Linked DNA regions of Canis lupus: region 1 is linked to region 2. Evidence: chromatin contacts called from public Hi-C data. All regions are on one chromosome and are shown on one strand. The core of a region is the stretch at or near the end of the contact, and the rest is flanking DNA. Distances in the headings are between cores, read along the strand shown.

The links. Hi-C and Micro-C count contacts between places; a contact is called where the count stands out from the background.
Region 1: a contact with region 2 is called in a Hi-C map of blood, with 5 times the contacts expected there. The contact joins the promoter of PRELID3B here to the promoter of GNAS in region 2. A contact is called at or near these places in 2 of 9 Hi-C or Micro-C datasets (amygdala and blood).

Annotation. Positions count from the first base shown.
Region 1 is chr24:44,531,229-44,533,928 of UU_Cfam_GSD_1.0, reverse strand. It overlaps PRELID3B (PRELI domain containing protein 3B), which reads left to right and starts at 1,423. Exons shown (of 6, transcript XM_038572740.1): 1 at 1,423-1,571. The coding sequence starts at 1,540.
Region 2 is chr24:44,386,307-44,389,006 of UU_Cfam_GSD_1.0, reverse strand. GNAS (GNAS complex locus) reads right to left here and starts at 1,338. Exons shown (of 13, transcript NM_001003263.1): 1 at 844-1,338. The coding sequence starts at 982. All of the region lies in intron 1 of LOC119865708 (a long non-coding RNA gene), which reads left to right.

The sequences.
Region 1 (2,700 bases), core at 174-2,673, 140 kb before region 2:
CCTCACAGTCCAGGTTGAGACAGGAGGTGGCTGGCTGGTTGGTTGGATGACTTTGGGGCCCTGACAATCTCAATAGAGAGAAGAGGTGGCTGGTTAGTTGGTTGGATGACTTCAGGGGCCCCCCAGTCCCAGTAGAGAGAAGAGGTGGCTGGTTGGGTGATTGGCTGACTCTGGGGCCTCACAGTCCAGGCCGAGACAGGAGGGGGCCGGCTGGTTGTCTGGCTGACTTTGGGGCCCCCACAGCCCCAACAGAGACAGGAGGTGGCTGGCTGGCTGGCTGGCTGGTTGGATGACTTTGAGGCCCCTACAGTCCAGGCTGAGACAGAAGGTGGCTGGCTGGCTGGTTGGTTGGGTGATTGCATGACTCTGGGGCCCTCACAGTCCAGGTTGAGACAGGAGGGGGCTGGCTGGTTGGTTGGTTGGTTGGTTGGTTGGTTGATTGGATGACTTTGAGGCCCCTACAGTCCAGGTTGAGACAGAAGGTGGCTGGCTGGTTGGTTGGTTGGTTGGTTGGTTGACTGGATGACTCTGGGGCCCCTATAGTCCAGGCTGAGACAGGAGGTGGCTGGGTGGTTTATTGGTTGGTTGATTGGATGACTCTGGGGACCTCACAGTCCAGGTTGAGACAGGAGGGGGCTGGCTGGTTGGTTGGATGACTTTGGGGCCCCGACCATCTCAATAGAGAGAAGAGGCGGCTGGTTAGTTGGTTGGATGACTTCAGGGGCCCCCCAGTCCCACCAGAGAGAAGAGGTGGCTGGTTGGGTGATTGGCTGACCCTGGGGCCTCACAGTCCAGGATGAGACAGGAGGGGGCTGGTTGGTTGGTTGGATGCCTCTGAGGGCCCTACAGTCCATGCTGAGATAGCAGGCGGCTGGTTGGTCGTCTGGATGACTTCAGGGCCCCCACAGCCCCAACAGAGGCAGGAGGGGGCCGGCTGGTGGTCCGGCCGACGTTGAGGCCCTACGGCCCAGGCCGAGAGGGAGGGGGCGGGCTGGCCGCCCGATTGCACTCTGGGGCCCGACAGTCCATGTTAAGACAAGCAGCCGCACGGCAGGGCCCGGGTGCAGGCGGGTCTGCTGCCGCCCTCGGCCGCCCGCGGGGCCTAGCAGGGCAGGAGCGCGCGAGCCGGCGGCTGGGCCCGGCCCAACTCTGCGCAGAGGTCAGCGCTCCCCGCGCTCCCCGCGCTCCCCGCGCCGCCCGCGAGGGGGCGGGCAGCCGGCCGCGTGCCGCGCCTGCGCAGCACAGCGCAGCGCCTACACCGGCGGCCCCGGGCGCTGCCCCCGAACTGCGCCGGCGCGTTGCGCCCGGCGCTAAGGGGCGGGGCCTCGTTGCGCCGCGCGCCGGGCTGGGGCGACACCCGGACGGGATAGGGCGTGAGGCCGCGCGTCGGGACGTCCCTGGCGTCGGGCCCCACGGCGCGTGCGCGGTGCGCGGTGCGCGGCCGGCGGGGCGGCTGCGGGGGCGGGGCGGGGGCAAGTGTGGCTTTTTTGCCTCATTGTCCCCTAGCGCCGCCCGGACGCCGCGCGGGCCGCCGGCACCATGAAGATCTGGACTTCAGAGCACGTCTTTGAGTAAGTTTGGGGCGGGGGGCGGGGCGGCGGGGCGCACGGGGCAGGCGCGGGGTGGGCGGGCCGTTTTGGCGAGGCCGGGGCGCCCCTCAGGAAGCTTCCAGGCGCCGGGCCTGGTGGGGGCGGGGCGGGCCCCGGAGCCCAGGTGGGGAGGGGGGACCCGGAGCCCAGGTGGGGGGACGGGGACCTGAAGTCCAAGTGGGGGAGGGGCGGGGGCCCGAGCCCAGGTGGGGAAGGGGGACCCGGAGCCCAGGTGGGGGAGGGGCGGGGACCGGAAGTCTAGGTGGGGGAGGGGCGGGGACCCGAAGTCTGCGGCCCAGGCTCCCCCCCGCCCCCCGAGAGGGCCTGGGACCTCCGCCCCGCCGCCCGGGCTGGGGGGGGGGGGTCGGCACGCGGTCGTCGGCCGTGCCCGGGGAGGGAGGCCCGTGCGTGTCACCTCCGGCCGCGCGGTCCCCGCCGAGCCACGGGCGGCGTCGCGTGCGGTGCCTGCGGGGTGAGCCGGGGTGCGGGTCCGGTTCCCCGAGCCCCGCGACCTTGGGCCTCCCCATGTTGCGGGGACGGGACCCCTCCTGCTGGCTCGGCGCTCCGCCCGCGGGGAACAGCCGTGCAGCCGCGCGGACCAGCAGCTGCGGCGTTTGGGGCGCTAAGAAGCGGTTAATCCGTTTAAGTTACTCCGGGGAAGCAGCCTCCACTTGAAAGCCGCCCTCGGCCTCCGCTCTGTTGCCCTTGACATTTGAGTCCGTTTTTGAGCCGTCTGCTCCGTCCCGCCCATCTCGCTGCTCTTGCCACACTGGTTTAGTTTTTATAGCTTTGCAGTATGTTTTAGTCTGGACCATTTGATTTAAAAAAAAAAAAAAGAAAACAAAACAAAACCATGTTTCCAAGGGCAGTTTCAAAAGAAGTTGGAAGCTTTTTCCGTATTCAGTGAATCAGGCCCCATCCAGGAGGGTCCTGGGAAGTATGATGTTAGCCTCGGGGAAGATTCCTTTTTTTCCCTAATGCTTTCACTAATGCTTACAGTCTTTGGGGGTAAAAAAAAAAAAAAAGACTCTAAATTTGCAATCTTTCTCTTTACCCGGTTGCAGTCTTTACTACTATGTTTCGGCCCTCGGGATCATGGATGGTGTCTTGC
Region 2 (2,700 bases), core at 89-2,588:
TTATTGGATTCTCCTGGTCTTCCTTCCACGGCCCGACCCGGCCCGGGACACGTCTGCTCCGCGCACACGGCGTGTCCTGCCCGAAACGCACCGAGTCGCGCCCAGCGGCGGCCGCGCTCCCGCCCCCCGCCCCCCCGCTCCGGCGCCACGACTCGCCCGCGCCCCCTCCCCCCCACTGCACCACCTTTACCGCTGCGATCCCTTCCGAGGGGCTGATGTCACCCGCCCCCCCCCCCCGCTCCTCGGCCACTTCCCCCGCCGAAGCCTCCCCTTGGCGAGGTCCCCCCCGCCCCGCGTCACCCCCTCCTCTCCGGCCCCTTTCTTCTCCCTCTCCCAACAAATCACACATCCCACGGAGGCGGGTCCCCCTCCCCCTGCCCGCCACCCCATTTCCTGTCCCCGAAACCCTCTTTTTTCTTTTTTTTTTTTTGTCGCAGTCTCCCGAGCCCGGCGGGGCTCCCCCTCCCCCTCCCCAACATGCACCCAAACCCCTGGCGTCGTGTAGGCCTCGCGGAAAACAGAGAGAGGAAAAGAGAGCGAGGGGGAGGCGAGAGAGCGCGAGACGGACGGACGGACGGACAGAACGGGCGGGCCGGGGGGGGGGGGGCCGCGCCCGCGCCGCCGCGGCCCCCTGCCCCGTTTTGAGCCCCCGCCCGGCCGAATCCGCGCCCCGGGGTCCCCCTTCCGGCCTCGCCCCCCCGGGGACGGCCCGCGAGCGGGCGGCGGGCTCGGGAGCGCGCGCCCGGGGCGGGGGGCGGGCTCGGCGCGCGCGGCCTGCGGGGCGCCCCGAGGGGCCCCCGGGCCGGGCCGGGCCGGGGCCGGCGCCCCCCGCCCCGCCCTTACCCAGCAGCAGCAGGCGGTGCGTGGCCCGGTAGACCTGCTTGTCCTTCTGCAGCTGCTTCTCGATCTTTTTGTTGGCCTCGCGCTGCGCCTTCTCCTCGTTGCGCTGGTCCTCGGTCTTACTGTTTCCGAGGCAGCCCATGGCGGCGGCGGCGGGGCGCGGGGCGCGGCCGGGCTGCGGCGGCGGCGGCGGCGGGGCCGGGCGCGGGCGGCCTCACGCGGGCCGGGAGGGCCGGGAGGGCCGGGAGGGCCGGGGCAGCGCCGGGCGGGCGGGCCGGGCGCGGGCTCGGCTCCTCGGGGAGGAGCGCGCGGGGCGGACTGCGGGCCGCGGGGCGCGCGGGGAAGGGAGGTTGGCGGTCGGACCGAGGGGAGCGCGAAGCTCCCCGCCCCTCGAGCCGAGGCCGAGGGGGGCTGATGGCCGCCGCCGGGCCGAGGCGGACCAGAGCAGGAGCTGCGGGAGCTGCTGCCGCCGCTGCCGCCGCCGCCGCTCTTATTGCCTCGGCCCGGGCCCGTCGCCGCCCCGACCCAAAGCTTTGCAGCGGGCGGGGGGAGGCGGGGGGAGGAGGAGGAGGCGGCGGCGGCGAGGGGGGTGGAAGGAGGAGGAGGAGGAGGAGGAGGAGGGATGAGGAGCGGCGGCGGCGGCGGCGGCGGCCGCGGCGGCGGGGAGGGCGCGAGCTGGCGGAGGGAGGCGCCCCCCGGCTGCCCGGGAAGGGGGGTCCCTCCGCCCGCGCCCGCGCCCGGCCCGGGACGGCCCGGGGAGCCGCCCCCTCGCCCCCCGGGCTCGGGCCCCGCTCGGGCCGGGCCGCGGGGGGAGAGGGGGCGGCCCCGAGCCGGTGACGACCCCTCGCACGACGCCAACGCTCCACCCCCCGGGCCGCGTAGCCCTGCGGCCCCCGAGGCCGAGCGCCCCCACCCCCCCTCCCCGCCCCTCCCGCGGGCGCCGCCGAGGGGCCGGGGTGGGCGGAAGGGGAGGGAGCGCGAGCCCGAGCCCGGACTTCGGAAAATTTTCGAAAAGAGAGAGAGAGAGAGAGAGAGAGAGACACGGAGAGAGCCAGAGAGCAGGGAGAGTGTGGAAAAAGCGAGGCGAGCACGAACCAAAGGACAGAGCAACCGAAAAGGAAAATGTGTCCAAACACACACACAAATACTCAATAAAAATCCACACTACACAGCGATGGTGGTGTCTGGTGGCGGTGGCGGTGGCGGGGGGCGGGGGGCGGGGGGCGGACTAGATGAGCCGCTCGTCGCGCCCCCGGCGCCGGGCGCCGTGGCCCGAGCCGAAGGCGCCGCCGGCCCCCGAGCGCCCGCGGCCTCTGCGCCTGGCGCGGCCGCCCAAGTAGGAGAAGAAGGCGCAGCCCAGGAACACTCGGAAGCAGCAGGTCGCCCCGAACACGAAGCCGCAGCCGCGGCCCTGCTCCGTGCGCTTCTGCAGCAGGAAGTTGAGCACCCACGAGGGGCTGCGCACCGAGAAGACCAGGAAGACCACGAGCGGCAGGTGGGCGCTCAGCGCGCCGGCCTTCAGCGGCCCGGGCCGCCACACGACGCCCCCCACGCGCGGCGCCGAGTAGTAGGCGTCGTCCTCGTCGCCCGAGTCCGTGTCCCACGCGGCCCAGGCCCTACTCGCGCCCCCGCCGCCGGCGCCCTCGCCGCCCCCGCCGGCGCCCTCCGCGGCGCCCTCGTCGGCGGTGGCGGCGGCGGCGGCAGCGGCGGCGGCCTCCGGGCCTCGGGCCTCCTCCGGGGCTTCGGGCGCCGCCGCCTTCTTCTTCTTCTTCTTCTGCATCTTCTCCAACTTCTTCCTCTCCTTCTCCTTCTTCTTCTCCTCTCTCCTCCTCTGCTCCTGCAGCTTCTTCTCCACCTTCC